4 separate regions of the Mus musculus genome follow, and all the other regions are linked to region 2. Evidence: chromatin contacts called from public Hi-C data. All regions are on one chromosome and are shown on one strand. Each heading gives the region's core, a stretch centred on a gene start, on an enhancer-like site or on the middle of the called end of the contact. The rest is flanking DNA. Distances are from core to core; before and after follow the strand shown. Region 1 overlaps Adam12 (a disintegrin and metallopeptidase domain 12 (meltrin alpha)). Region 2 holds the start of Adam12 (a disintegrin and metallopeptidase domain 12 (meltrin alpha)). Region 3 overlaps Adam12 (a disintegrin and metallopeptidase domain 12 (meltrin alpha)). Region 4 overlaps Adam12 (a disintegrin and metallopeptidase domain 12 (meltrin alpha)).

Region 1 (2,700 bases), core at 28-2,527, 250 kb before region 2:
AAAAGCCCACTTTTAAATTCTCATCTCCAATGTTTGTGAGAAGGCATGGAGGTAAAGCAAGTCCTAACTGGCTAAGTACTTTCTCTCATTTCTTTTTGAGACCAATTGTACAGAGGAGTTTCACAGGTCCTTACCTCTCTGTTGTCTGCCACAATAACCAGCTCTACGTACTTGGTCATCTTAAGGGTCTCTCTCTTATGCTGTCAAAAGAAAGTGAGAGCTTAGTTTCCCTTAGTACTTCCCAGAGGCAACTAGAGCACTGTTGCATGTCTTTTGAAAACAGAAACAAATAACACAATAACGATATTTGGAGGGGAGACTCTTCCTCTCCTGGGCTTTGTGGCTGTGTGCCCTCTAGAAGCTGACTTCCAGCTCCAGTGATCTTCTTACAAAGCCTCAGGGGGTGATCTGGTTCCCACTTTCACACGGGAAACCCTAAAAAGGAGTTTAACATTCTGGCTGTCTCATTGATTATGAATTTAAAAGAAACCATGGTCATTTTTAAACAAAATGAACATATAAACATCTCCAAAGAACATTCTAGAACCAGGGCCAGCAAAGGCTTGCTGTTATAGATTACACATGGGTGTGAAGCCCTCTGAAGGCTACACTGGAGCCCAGCCTGTCACTGGTGTTTCTTGAACTTTTATGGCCCATTTTCATCTGCTCCATGCTGAGAGTAGAGGAGAACACACTTTGTAGAGAAACTGTGGTCCCTCTGGGAAATGTGTTTTTTTTTTTTCTTTTTTCTTTTTCTGGGGAAGGGATGCTATTAGCCAGTCATTTAAGAACATAGTTTGCAGCAGTAGAAGATGCTGATGAACAGAGAGGCAAAGGGAGGTGCAGAGAGACAAGATACAAAGGAGCAGGCAGAGACCAGGAAGAAACAGTATCTTTTAAAAGGCCTGGGAGATGATCTGGGAGGGTTAACATTGGCAAGAGTGGGGCAGCTAGCTGAATACGGAAACTGTGTATCAAGGTGCAGAACCCGGAGCTCAGCAGAAGAGATATAGATCCAAACAAGATGGCCTCTGAGGCAGGTTATAACATTTTAATCAAGCTTCCTCAGCAAGCGTTTGCACTCTTCTGTAAATTACTGGGAGGATCCCAAAGGCAGTTTTAGGGGAAATAAAACAATTCGTGGAGGGTGGTCTCAAAACACTCAAACATCGAAAACAAAAGAGCAAAGCTTTCTGTTTCTGCAATAACGCAGTTAAAGGAAGTGGGGGTTGCAGCTTGTCTCTGGTCCTTCCCAACCGAAATTGCTGGTTTATGACTTAAGTCTCATACAGGGCTTAAGCTGAAAACTCAGTGTTACAACCACTTGTCCAGACAAAAGCAAAAGGGATGAAGGCATGCTTTGAATCAGGTTTCCAGTCACATAATCCGGAGGGAAACATCTTTCATAAAACAAATCTCCAGCAGTCCAGAATCTTCCAAACAGATTTTTACAAGAAAAATGTTTGTATTATAGTGGTGTTCCTGCTTGCTGCCCAGCTGTGCTGATTCATGAATTTAGGTGTCCCTGAAGAAATCTGGAAACCTCATGGAGGAAGGAAAAGAAAGTACCATGAAAGGGATAATTTCTCACGCTTTTACGGTGCTGCAAGGAGAAACTGTCAGGCTAGGTAACTGTATGCACAGGCAGGCTCCACTGTGCTAGCTACAAACTCAGAAAGGCAAAAGTTAGCCCCCCTGTGTGTTCAAAATGAGACACTTCTGGAAATAAAGAGTCTTGTGCTTTTTCTCTTTCACTAAGAAGTGGCCAAAGGAATAGGACTTTCCCCAACCTTTTTCTCCTCACCTCTGTGGTGTATGCTTGTATATGTGTTTGTATCATGCTCCTGTAGGTGTGTGTTTCTCTCTCTCTGTGTGTGTGTGTGTGAGTGAGAGAGAGAGAGAGAGAGAGAGAGAGAGAGAGAGAAAATGAGCGACTGTATGTACGTACTCATGGAGACCAGAGGTTGATGGCATGTGTCTTCCTCTAACCTGTTCCACCTTGATTTTTTTTTTTTTTTTTGAGACTTGGTCTCTCAGTGAACTGGGAGTTTATCATTTTAGTTAGGTTGGCTCGCTAGCGAGTCCCTGGGATCCGGCTGCCTCTCGCTCCTCTGCGGGTGCTGGGGTGACAGGTGCATTCTACTGCACCTAGCTCTGTACCCGGGTGCTGGGATCTGACCCCAGAGTAGAGTGCAGCTTACTGCCTGTGCCATCTTTCCAGCTCCCAGGAGTCAATTTCTTCCTCTCCTGCCTCTCCCTCTCTGCTAATATACCCTGTTCCACCATAAACAAATTCAGTCAATCATGCAGACAAAAACACGGCTGTGGACATGGAGAAATAAATTAATCTCTCGTGACAAAATCTTCAAGAGAGCTCTGCTTGCTTAGGCGTTTACGCTTCTCAGACTGCAGAGGGGGGGGGGAATCTCTGGGCAGAGGACATTTCCAACTGGCCTTGGATCATCCTTTAGAAAACATACAATCCCAGATAATGAAAACAAACACGTGAACACAATTTTCCTGTCTCTGCAGTTTTCAGAGAAATCCACATTTTCTCATGAATTTAGAGAATTGCAAGCTCAGAGAGAAGTTTAACCACATCGAAATGAAAAGCCACAGGGGAGTGGCCAACTCCCTGCTGAAAGCAAGGCTTAAATTACCTCCATGGGATACCTACCTATCTAGGCTGTCCAGTTTAAA
Region 2 (2,700 bases), core at 59-2,558:
TAGACAGGCTGGGGGTCGAGGATAACAGTGACAGTTGAGAAATGAAATGTTTCGTGTTGGAAACAGTTGATGATGGGGGGCTAGCTAAATGCCTGATACCTAGAATCACAGAAATAAGAGTTGGAGGCCAAGGTGAATCATTCATTGGTGAACAGCGCCCCTAGCGGCAAAAGGGGCCGGCAGCAAGGGTGACTAGGGAAGCTCCCGAATTTTAAAAAGGCACCTGCTGTGAGTTCTCATTATACAAACAGGATCCACAGGTGCCCGGGCTTTAAGAAGATTCAACTCAGGAAAATACAAGTCTATAAAAACTCCTTTAATGTATGCACTTTTGTTTAACTCTGGAGTGGGTACTCGCGCTACACGAGGTCTTGGTGTAAGCCCTTACTTACCAAGGATGAGCAAGAAAGGGGAATGAGTTCTGTTAAAGTTTGATCCTTACTGACAATTAGCGAGTGAAGCCAGAAATCGCTAAGGGCCACGAAGTCAATTGAAACAAAAAAAAGTAAAGAGCGCTGCAGGTACACCTGTGATGGGAGGCCGCGGGGGGCGTCCTCTGCATCCCCCAGCTGTGTCAGAGCGGGGGTGGAAAGGAAACCTCGTGGGGAGTTGACTCCGAAGCTGGGTGAAGGAACTCACTACCCCACTGGATCAGGAAAACGACCCCACGCACACCCTCCCAGGAGACACGTGTAACTGTCAAGACACTGTGAGCCTTAGGAGCAAATGTCACTCCAAGACATTTCATTCAGACATTAGCTGCCTCAAGGCCCCCAAGCAAAGCGTCTTCTTCTCCCGTGCCACCCCAACCCAACCCCCGGAGTGAGCACCTGGCGGGGGACCAGTGTCAAGGCTCTGGGAGCGCGAGCCAGGGGGGTCCTCAGATGCGCCCTGGGTGCGTTTGCTCTCCCTGTGGCTGTGGCACTCGCGGAGACCCTGACTTGTAGCGAGGTGGCGGGGAGAGGACGCGCAGGCAGCCGCCTGTGCGGGTGACTTACCTCGGGCTGCACGGGGCGCCAGCAGGGCCCCAGCCAGGGCCAGCAGGAGGGCGCGGGCGGGGGGCGCGCGCCGCGCCGGGCGCTCTGCCATTGTCGCCGGCCTGGCGTGCAGCTGCTTCGGGGGCCCCGCGGCCAGCGCTGCAGCATCCCACGCGGGCGCCGAGCTGGGGGAAGTCCTACTGCCCTGAGTCTGCCGCGACCCCCTCGCGCAGCGCCCGGGTCGCTGAGCAGCGAGTCTAGCCTTTCATTTTTTCAAAAAAAAACTTTCTCCCCTCCCCGTGTGTGTGCGTGCGCGCGCGCGCTACTCTGGCACGAGCCGCCCTTGACCGTTGCAATAAATGAGCAGCCTGTCCGAGTTGGCGCCGGGGACCAGCGATCTGAGGGCGGGCCTGTGCAATGGATCCGCGGCCAGCAGTCGCCGTTCTCATTACCACGGAACAAATTAGCGTCTCCCCCGCACCCCGCCTTCCTGCGGCGTCCCGCGGGTCCTAGAGACCGCTCCGGGGTCCCCGACAGCCTGGGTCCTATCCACTCCCGGGGGTGGCTGGATGCAGGATACCCTCAGACCCCTTGTGCGAGCCGCCGCGTAGACCAGCTGTGTGGCGCAAAGGCGCGAGAACGCACACTTCCCAGCCTCAGGATGATGTGGCCGCGGGGCCCGGGGCGCCGGCAGCCAAGAGCACACGCGGCGCCGGGGTCCAGCTTTCCAGACTGAGGCTGGAAAGGATGACTGGGCTGCTAGCTGCTGGCTAGCTGGGAACCGGCGGGACGCGAGGAACAGGTCTGGTATATGGTGCACAGCCAGGCAGCCTGTGGCTGGACGTTCCAAACCGCCAAACCAGTACCTCACACCTCAGAAATAAGATTGAATTTACAGTAGCAGGCACTCGGGCACAGCGTTTTCGCTGTGGTGCTCTGGTTTTGATGCTGATAGATTGGCCAAAGTTTCCTTTCAGTTATCTAGACCCAGGAAAAGGTCCAGATACGTTCCAAACTTCACTGATCTTAAGGGGCACCTGGCTTGGCTGGTTAGAGATGCAAATTGCAGCCGGACTTGGTGATGCATGCCCTTCATCCTAACATTTGGTGGGCTGAGACAAGAGGGTTACTGCAAGTTTGAGGCCAACAAGGGGCTACACCCTGTCTGGTTCAACCTGAGCTACCAAGTGAGATTCTGCCTCAACAAAAAACCAAGATAGTGGGCAAAGCCTGACGGGGAGAGAAAATGCCAATTGCCAGGCAGCCTCCTACATCTTCAGAGTGAGCTGTTCTTCGGGAACACAGCTAGGCTAGCCCCAGTAAAGGGATGGAAGGCCTCACCTCAGGGTTATAGTTGTACCCTTCCCCGCCTTCTCATTGGCCTGACATATTCCTAATCGGACTCTTTGTGTTCCTGAGAACCAAGTGAGAAGCAGCAGGCGACAGACAGACAGACAGACAGACAGACAGACAGACAGACATCTGGAGAATAATGGCCACTGTGGTCCCTAACATGGGAACTTCTTAGAACTTGTAAGGGCTCAAGGGGATGCCACACCCATCCTGGCCAGTGAACCAGAACCCATCTTGGGCCTGGCAGTTTTCAAAGCCTTAGTTGATTACACTGCAGCTGGGGGTCGGGCCAACCACAGAGATTCTGTTCTGGTCCTACAGCTTCCCCTGTTCTGGGTCAGATCTACAGTATGAGGAGAGTCGGGTTGGG
Region 3 (2,700 bases), core at 156-2,655, 220 kb before region 2:
GAATGACTTTTAATCCACTGGGGTTTTAGAGATCTAAGAAACATGGTGTGGAGAAGTAAGCTGTAAGATGTAAGCCATTTTCGCAAATACTAAAACAAGTGTATGCCTAAGTCAGCTACTGTGCACTCTTTCTGCTAACTGCTCTCCCATGCTGGCCTCTTGCACCGCATATTTTTATGGCATAAAGGAATAGAGGAGGGCAAGAGAAGCTGACTTGCCAGAGAGAAAGGTGCACCCCTGACTTGCATACCCGCATTCATTTCTACAGTGCTGTTCCAGATCCAGGTGTTTCATGTAATTACCAGGAGGGAGACCTTCAGGCCCAGCTGCTTTTGATGGACATTCCTGAGCCTCGAGAGTCCAGTGGCTGAAGCATTCACTCATGTACCCACTCCAGAGGCAGCCCAGTCTCTTGCAAGAGATTCAGAGGATCTCAGGGTGCAACAAAGTAATGGACTGTTGTAAGCTGCTGTCACCATGGTGGTGTGCTAATCTTCCCAAAGGTCTGGCTGTGTGCGGTCCTTGTGTCTGCTGCTTTGCCTCTGTGTTACATGTCTGGTGAAGCACTCCAGCCAAGCTGGGATTTATACCCAGTTAGAGTGGAACCATGGCTGCTGTCCTAAGGCCTACAGCTACTGAACCCAAACTGAAGACCCATCTCTAAGAGGTCCTACAAATGTTGATACCTTTAGAGTAAGACAGACACCACAGCCTATAAATGGCCTTGGAAACTCCCTTGGTTTTTCACGAGTGGTCCTTCTAGGTATGTTTAGACTTCTTGCCTTCTCTCCATCTCTATACACCTGGTCTTTATAGTAGAAACTGTCTATTCAACCTCTAGCTCATCTAGGCAAGCCACTTGCCTGGCCCTATCATAGCCTCTCCCAAGCCCCCAGAGCATGACACACCTTAAAGGGACATTTCAATGGCTTCCAAACATCCTTCTATCATGACTTTGTTCCAAGTCACTCTGAGCTTGGTCACCTTTGCATAACGCTGCCGCTTCCCTCTTTCCCCTCCTCCCCCACCCTCCCTGCACTGGAAAAACTGTAGCAGTGTCCTGGAATGCTCTCCTTCTCCTGACGCTGGGTGAATGCCTCCTCCAGCTTTAAATTTTGGTCCACAAGTTCTTTCCTCCATGCAGCCTTCTCTGACACCTCAGACAAGATCAGGCCCTTGTAGCCTTTCCATCAGGACACTTAGTACAGACAGCTGTGCGCGCTGGAACCACACCAGTCCCCTCCTTTCTCTCCATGAGTCTCCTCACCTATATTTAACCCTGCTGTATTCTCAGTGGTGGGTACAGTGCATGGCCCAAGCAGTTGTCCAGTCAACATGTGGGCAACAGACAGATATGTTATTACCAAACACTGTAGGCACTGAGAGAGCTGGCCGGCTACTCCAGTCTCCCCAGGGCTTCTGTGGGAATGTGAATAGCCCACATGGCATGCCTATGGTCACCCGCAGGCCATATTAGGAGTGACAGCACAAAAGATAATTCTTCCTTAGATGTAACCAGCAAAGGACAAACTCAAACATTTCATCTTGGGGAGGAGTCACAGGAGATTGATTCCAGAGTTAATGTCAGCCACTTCTCTGAGTCAGGCGGCTGGCCCTAATTGTTGTTATATTAAAAACAACCAAAGCACTCCGGCCAAGTGGTTCTCACTCCACATGTAACTTTAAATTCAGGCTGACCCATTGAGGGATGATTAGAAGGGGCAAGGAGACGAGTCAGCGAATTCCCTTTGTTTTCCAGTCTGAGTCAACAAGAATCAAACTCCCAAGGCTGCATCTGACTCCTCACCAGCAACAAGGCCTAGCTGCTGCACCCGGACCCTATTCAGGGAGCCAGCTCTTTGGCTCCGTATCTTTGCCATAGCTTGGCTGATGCTTTAGCTGGCATGACCAGAATGTCAGTATTTGAGGAGACCCCTCTCCCATGGGTTAGAACGTTTGTTTGACTTGTTTCTTTCTCATTACATAACGACCTCTTGGTCACTAATATGTCCCTCTCTCCCTTTTTCCCTGCCCCTCTTGCTACTTCACTAGCTTGTCTGATGTCAGTACAATTACAACTGCTTTATTTTTATTTTAAATTCAGATCTATCTACCCAGTCTTTGATTTCTTTCCATTTTATACATGGGGCTATGGGTCTTAACAAGTCTATTCAACCTATTTACATACAATGAGATTCATGTGTTATATTATTCTAATCTTTTTCCTTCCTGTTTTTATATTTATCCTCTTTCTTTTCCTGTCTTTTTCTTTTATCCTGCCCTGCACTAGGTTGAAACAAGATTTCCATTGATAGCCTGTTATTTGGAAGAATACACTGTTTTTCTGTTCTTTGGATGTTTATTCTGAAAATGTTCAGGTGCCTCATATTTTACTTATCAAAGCTAATCAGCATGCCTATTATTTTTAGCACAAGGCAAACTCTTAAACTGTTTCAAGTCTACTTCTCCGTCTTGTTTGAGAACGCCTAAACATAGTCCCTCCTAACTGTTATTTTAAATAGATTTATTTGGTGCGATTGTTTTGCTTGCTATTGCCTCCAACCTCCTACCCTGGCATTTAGTTTCCTTCTTGCTGAGCTGTTCTGTGCAGGGCCCTCTTGCCTAGATAGCCTTTGTTAGGCTCTGGGAGTGGTAAGTTCTTGACTTGTCGAATAGGTGTGGCTGTGCACTCTTGGCTTT
Region 4 (2,725 bases), core at 126-2,625, 140 kb before region 2:
GTTATGGATGGTTTTCACACACACCAGCTACCTACTCGTTTTGTAATGCCTTTACATGTGGACTTGGTTAACATGCTTGTAATCAACTCTCCATGTATTTCCTTCCTCAGTGAAGAAGAGGGAACTTGGCCAGCAGCTTCTATCAACTGTAACCAACACAGAAATGATGGGAGGGAGAGGCAGATCTAAAATTCAAGGGAGCTGGAATTCAGCTTCTCCCTGCAAGTCAGACCATGTTCATTCTTCCCACAGAGCAAGGGAACTTGGCAGGTACTGTGTTAACCTTGTATCTAAAGCTGTCTGGTCAAAAATGGCAGCCTCTTCCAATTTCTTGAAATGACATTCCTGTGTCAAGAACTGTCATAGAATCTTAGAATGAAATATCCCAAGAAACCATCTTGTCCAGGGCAACCCACTGTCCATCAGAAGTCCTTAGCCTAGATGGCTGTCTCCTGAGGTCCTCAGCAGTGCAGCCCCTTTGAGCAGGGTTACTGCTCATGTGCTGCAGGAACAGCGGCCCATGGAACATGAATGCTGGTACTCTCTGGAGGCAGGAAGAGTCCTGAGTCAAAGGGGTTCATGGACACACTTTAGGCTGTTACAGAGAACTTGTATTTAGAAAGAGGTCAGGTCCAAGTGTCCCTGTAGCACAGAACTTGCCCTCATAAGAACATAGTCTGCTTGGGGGCAATCAGCTTTTGGGATCTACACAGAATGAGTTGGCAGGTTTACAGAGCATGCCTCCATTTCTAGATGTTTCTCCCCTCAGGACTTTTAGCTTCTCTGTGAGGGTGCTTTTCACCTGAGTAGTAGTGACAAGGCCAGTGCCCACCCCAGGGACAGTGCTGGAAGAAGACAGAGCAGAGCGCCTGATCCAGATGAGTGGCAACCACAGGACTGTCTCTTCCACTCAGCAGGAACAGCTTGCCTGGCTTTCCAGAAGCCATGCAACCTGACCCACTGAGTAGCAGACAACACGCACCAAGTATTCTTTAGTGGGTCTAATAGTCACACCAACCCATAGAGTCCCCCAAAAATTCCCTATGGGGCCCTTATCCTCATTTCTGGCTTGTTTTCTAAGTGTAAGGAAGATGGAGACATTGGTATTCAAGAGACTTTGGTGATGGTGGAGAGGGTGATGCGCCTACAACTTCACACTCTCCTCACACCAGGTGATGTCAGGTCTGTATGCACCCCCACCACCCATTCCTTTCTTTATCCCTGTAGAGACCTCAGACGCCATTCGATACACAGCCCAACCCTTTAGAAATGAGATTTACTGGATGGAGATTCCCCTTCCCTTCACGTGGGCTGAGGGAAAGTGCCTTTGTCAGCTGGTTTGTCATCCTGACTAATTGTCCCTGGGTTCCTCGGAGCTTTAGAAAGCCCAGCTTTCTGCCAACTCCTCGGCCACAAACATTTTTGCTTTATTCAAACAGAAAATACTCCGCATTGGCTCCCATTATTCCCCTATCCATTTACGGTTTGTGAGTTTTCACGAAAGCCCAGATAGGATGCAGTGCGGGGTGGGGAGTGGTGCTTATAATAAGCAGAGCTCTAAGTAACTGGATGTGGCATAATCTCAATTCTTGCTCTCTTAGTAAGTCTAAAGAACAGAGCACTGACAAAGGCTCAAATCTGATCCCAAAGAGGCGTGCTATTTCTCCCCCCTCCCCCTTCAACTTCCACCTGTCACATTTAGTCTCCTGCTCACTCACATCAGCTGAGAGAAAGGCTGAGAACAAGAACTAATTGGGGCTGGTACTGCTTCTCCACAAAGCTTGTCTTGGTGTCAGCCTCTGCTGTACACATCACAGGTATCAGAAGTGATGAATGGCCTTCTACGCGGAGTGACCTTGGTTGGACGAGCTGAGAACCTGTGAGGTAGCTATATATAATTTGGGGGACAAGGGAAATGGCTCTGTCTGTCAAATGCTACATAAGCATGAGGCCAAAGTTGATGTTCCTACCCCTGCATTCCGGCAGCTAGCACCTTTACAGCATTCCTGGGGGATCGGGCTCAAGTTTTTCGATGGGAGTGGCAACTTCAGCAAAGCCAGATGTCAGACAAAGGCCAAACAGATCACAGAGCAGGGCTTGGATTCCAACCTAGCAACATGTCTCACAGTGTCCCATTGACCCATACTCTAAGTAAGGCCACGGGGCTCCAAATACCCAGACCCCTTGGTAATCTGACGAAGGGCAGTATATGGTAAGTCTATAGTGAGATTGCCCAGGGCTCCTATAACACAGAACTCTGATGTGAAAAAGCCTGAGGCCTGCCTGGGGTGGCTGGGGTACCTTCCTCTTCTTCTTTCCAGTGGCCTATAGGGGTCAGGGAAATGCCATGTTTAGCTCTTCCATGGGGCAGACAGCTCTATAGGCTCAGGCTGGATTGTGCCCATGAGTAAAAACTATTAAAAGAGAAAAGCCACAGCTTGGTGTGTCTCCAACATCTGGCCACTTCCTTTCACAGAGACCCTGTCTAGATTTCTAGAGTCAGGGGCAGCTTATGTACTGAACCAAGTGGATCTTTTCTGGAAAAGTAGGTGGCCAGAGGGGAGAAGGAGAAGAGAGATGTGTGGAAGCAGCTCTCCTCTCCTCTCTCTCAGGAAGGCTAGGGGAACACAGTACCCACCACCACACCCCAAGTTATGAGACTCCTTTGCATCCTCCTACAACACCACAGCCTTTAGTTTTTTGACTTTCCTAGAGGCTAGCATTT

What was found. Hi-C and Micro-C count contacts between places; a contact is called where the count stands out from the background.
Region 1: a contact with region 2 is called in a Hi-C map of uterus, with 4 times the contacts expected there. The contact joins the enhancer-like site here to the promoter of Adam12 in region 2. A contact is called at or near these places in 18 of 39 promoter capture datasets (3T3-L1-derived adipocytes, the HPC-7 cell line, HPC-7-derived erythroid cells and 11 more), 1 of 15 datasets of contacts at CTCF or cohesin (the NIH/3T3 cell line), 43 of 484 Hi-C or Micro-C datasets (3T3-L1-derived adipocytes, the AML12 cell line, the HPC-7 cell line and 19 more), 9 of 115 datasets of contacts at active chromatin or transcription factors (PVALB interneurons, VIP interneurons, bone marrow-derived dendritic cells and 4 more) and 4 of 9 other capture datasets (adipose tissue, embryonic stem cells, liver and 1 more).
Region 3: a contact with region 2 is called in a Hi-C map of adipose-derived mesenchymal stem cells, with 2.7 times the contacts expected there. The contact joins the enhancer-like site here to the promoter of Adam12 in region 2. A contact is called at or near these places in 7 of 39 promoter capture datasets (the 3T3-L1 cell line, cancer-associated fibroblasts, embryonic stem cells and 4 more), 1 of 15 datasets of contacts at CTCF or cohesin (the NIH/3T3 cell line), 7 of 484 Hi-C or Micro-C datasets (adipose-derived mesenchymal stem cells, cortical neurons, embryonic fibroblasts and 4 more), 6 of 115 datasets of contacts at active chromatin or transcription factors (the NIH/3T3 cell line, embryonic limb bud, embryonic stem cells and 2 more) and 4 of 9 other capture datasets (adipose tissue, embryonic stem cells, liver and 1 more).
Region 4: a contact with region 2 is called in a Hi-C map of muscle stem cells, with 1.7 times the contacts expected there. The contact joins the enhancer-like site here to the promoter of Adam12 in region 2. A contact is called at or near these places in 14 of 39 promoter capture datasets (3T3-L1-derived adipocytes, the HPC-7 cell line, cranial neural crest and 8 more), 17 of 484 Hi-C or Micro-C datasets (brown adipocytes, embryonic fibroblasts, embryonic stem cells and 9 more), 2 of 115 datasets of contacts at active chromatin or transcription factors (the NIH/3T3 cell line and neural progenitor cells) and 4 of 9 other capture datasets (adipose tissue, embryonic stem cells, liver and 1 more).

Annotation. Positions count from the first base shown.
Region 1 is chr7:133,975,329-133,978,028 of GRCm38.p6, forward strand. Adam12 (a disintegrin and metallopeptidase domain 12 (meltrin alpha)) reads right to left here. Exons shown (of 23, transcript NM_007400.2): 7 at 135-200. Among named protein-coding and RNA genes, the nearest start is that of Gm51500, 43 kb to the left of the region's middle. Within about 2 kb of position 1,278, at least 12 of the 459 cell types and tissues checked have an H3K27ac peak or open chromatin away from gene starts, as enhancers often do. A contact at or near this core is called in PVALB interneurons and uterus, where this site is marked.
Region 2 is chr7:134,223,789-134,226,488 of GRCm38.p6, forward strand. It overlaps Adam12 (a disintegrin and metallopeptidase domain 12 (meltrin alpha)), which reads right to left and starts at 1,309. Exons shown (of 23, transcript NM_007400.2): 1 at 999-1,309. The coding sequence starts at 1,089.
Region 3 is chr7:134,006,711-134,009,410 of GRCm38.p6, forward strand. The region is part of intron 4 of Adam12 (a disintegrin and metallopeptidase domain 12 (meltrin alpha)); the gene reads right to left. Among named protein-coding and RNA genes, the nearest start is that of Gm39103, 15 kb to the right of the region's middle. Within about 2 kb of position 1,406, at least 31 of the 459 cell types and tissues checked have an H3K27ac peak or open chromatin away from gene starts, as enhancers often do. A contact at or near this core is called in the NIH/3T3 cell line, adipose tissue, adipose-derived mesenchymal stem cells and 4 more, where this site is marked.
Region 4 is chr7:134,087,441-134,090,165 of GRCm38.p6, forward strand. All of the region lies in intron 3 of Adam12 (a disintegrin and metallopeptidase domain 12 (meltrin alpha)), which reads right to left. Among named protein-coding and RNA genes, the nearest start is that of Gm51501, 36 kb to the left of the region's middle. Within about 2 kb of position 1,376, at least 12 of the 459 cell types and tissues checked have an H3K27ac peak or open chromatin away from gene starts, as enhancers often do. A contact at or near this core is called in embryonic fibroblasts and muscle stem cells, where this site is marked.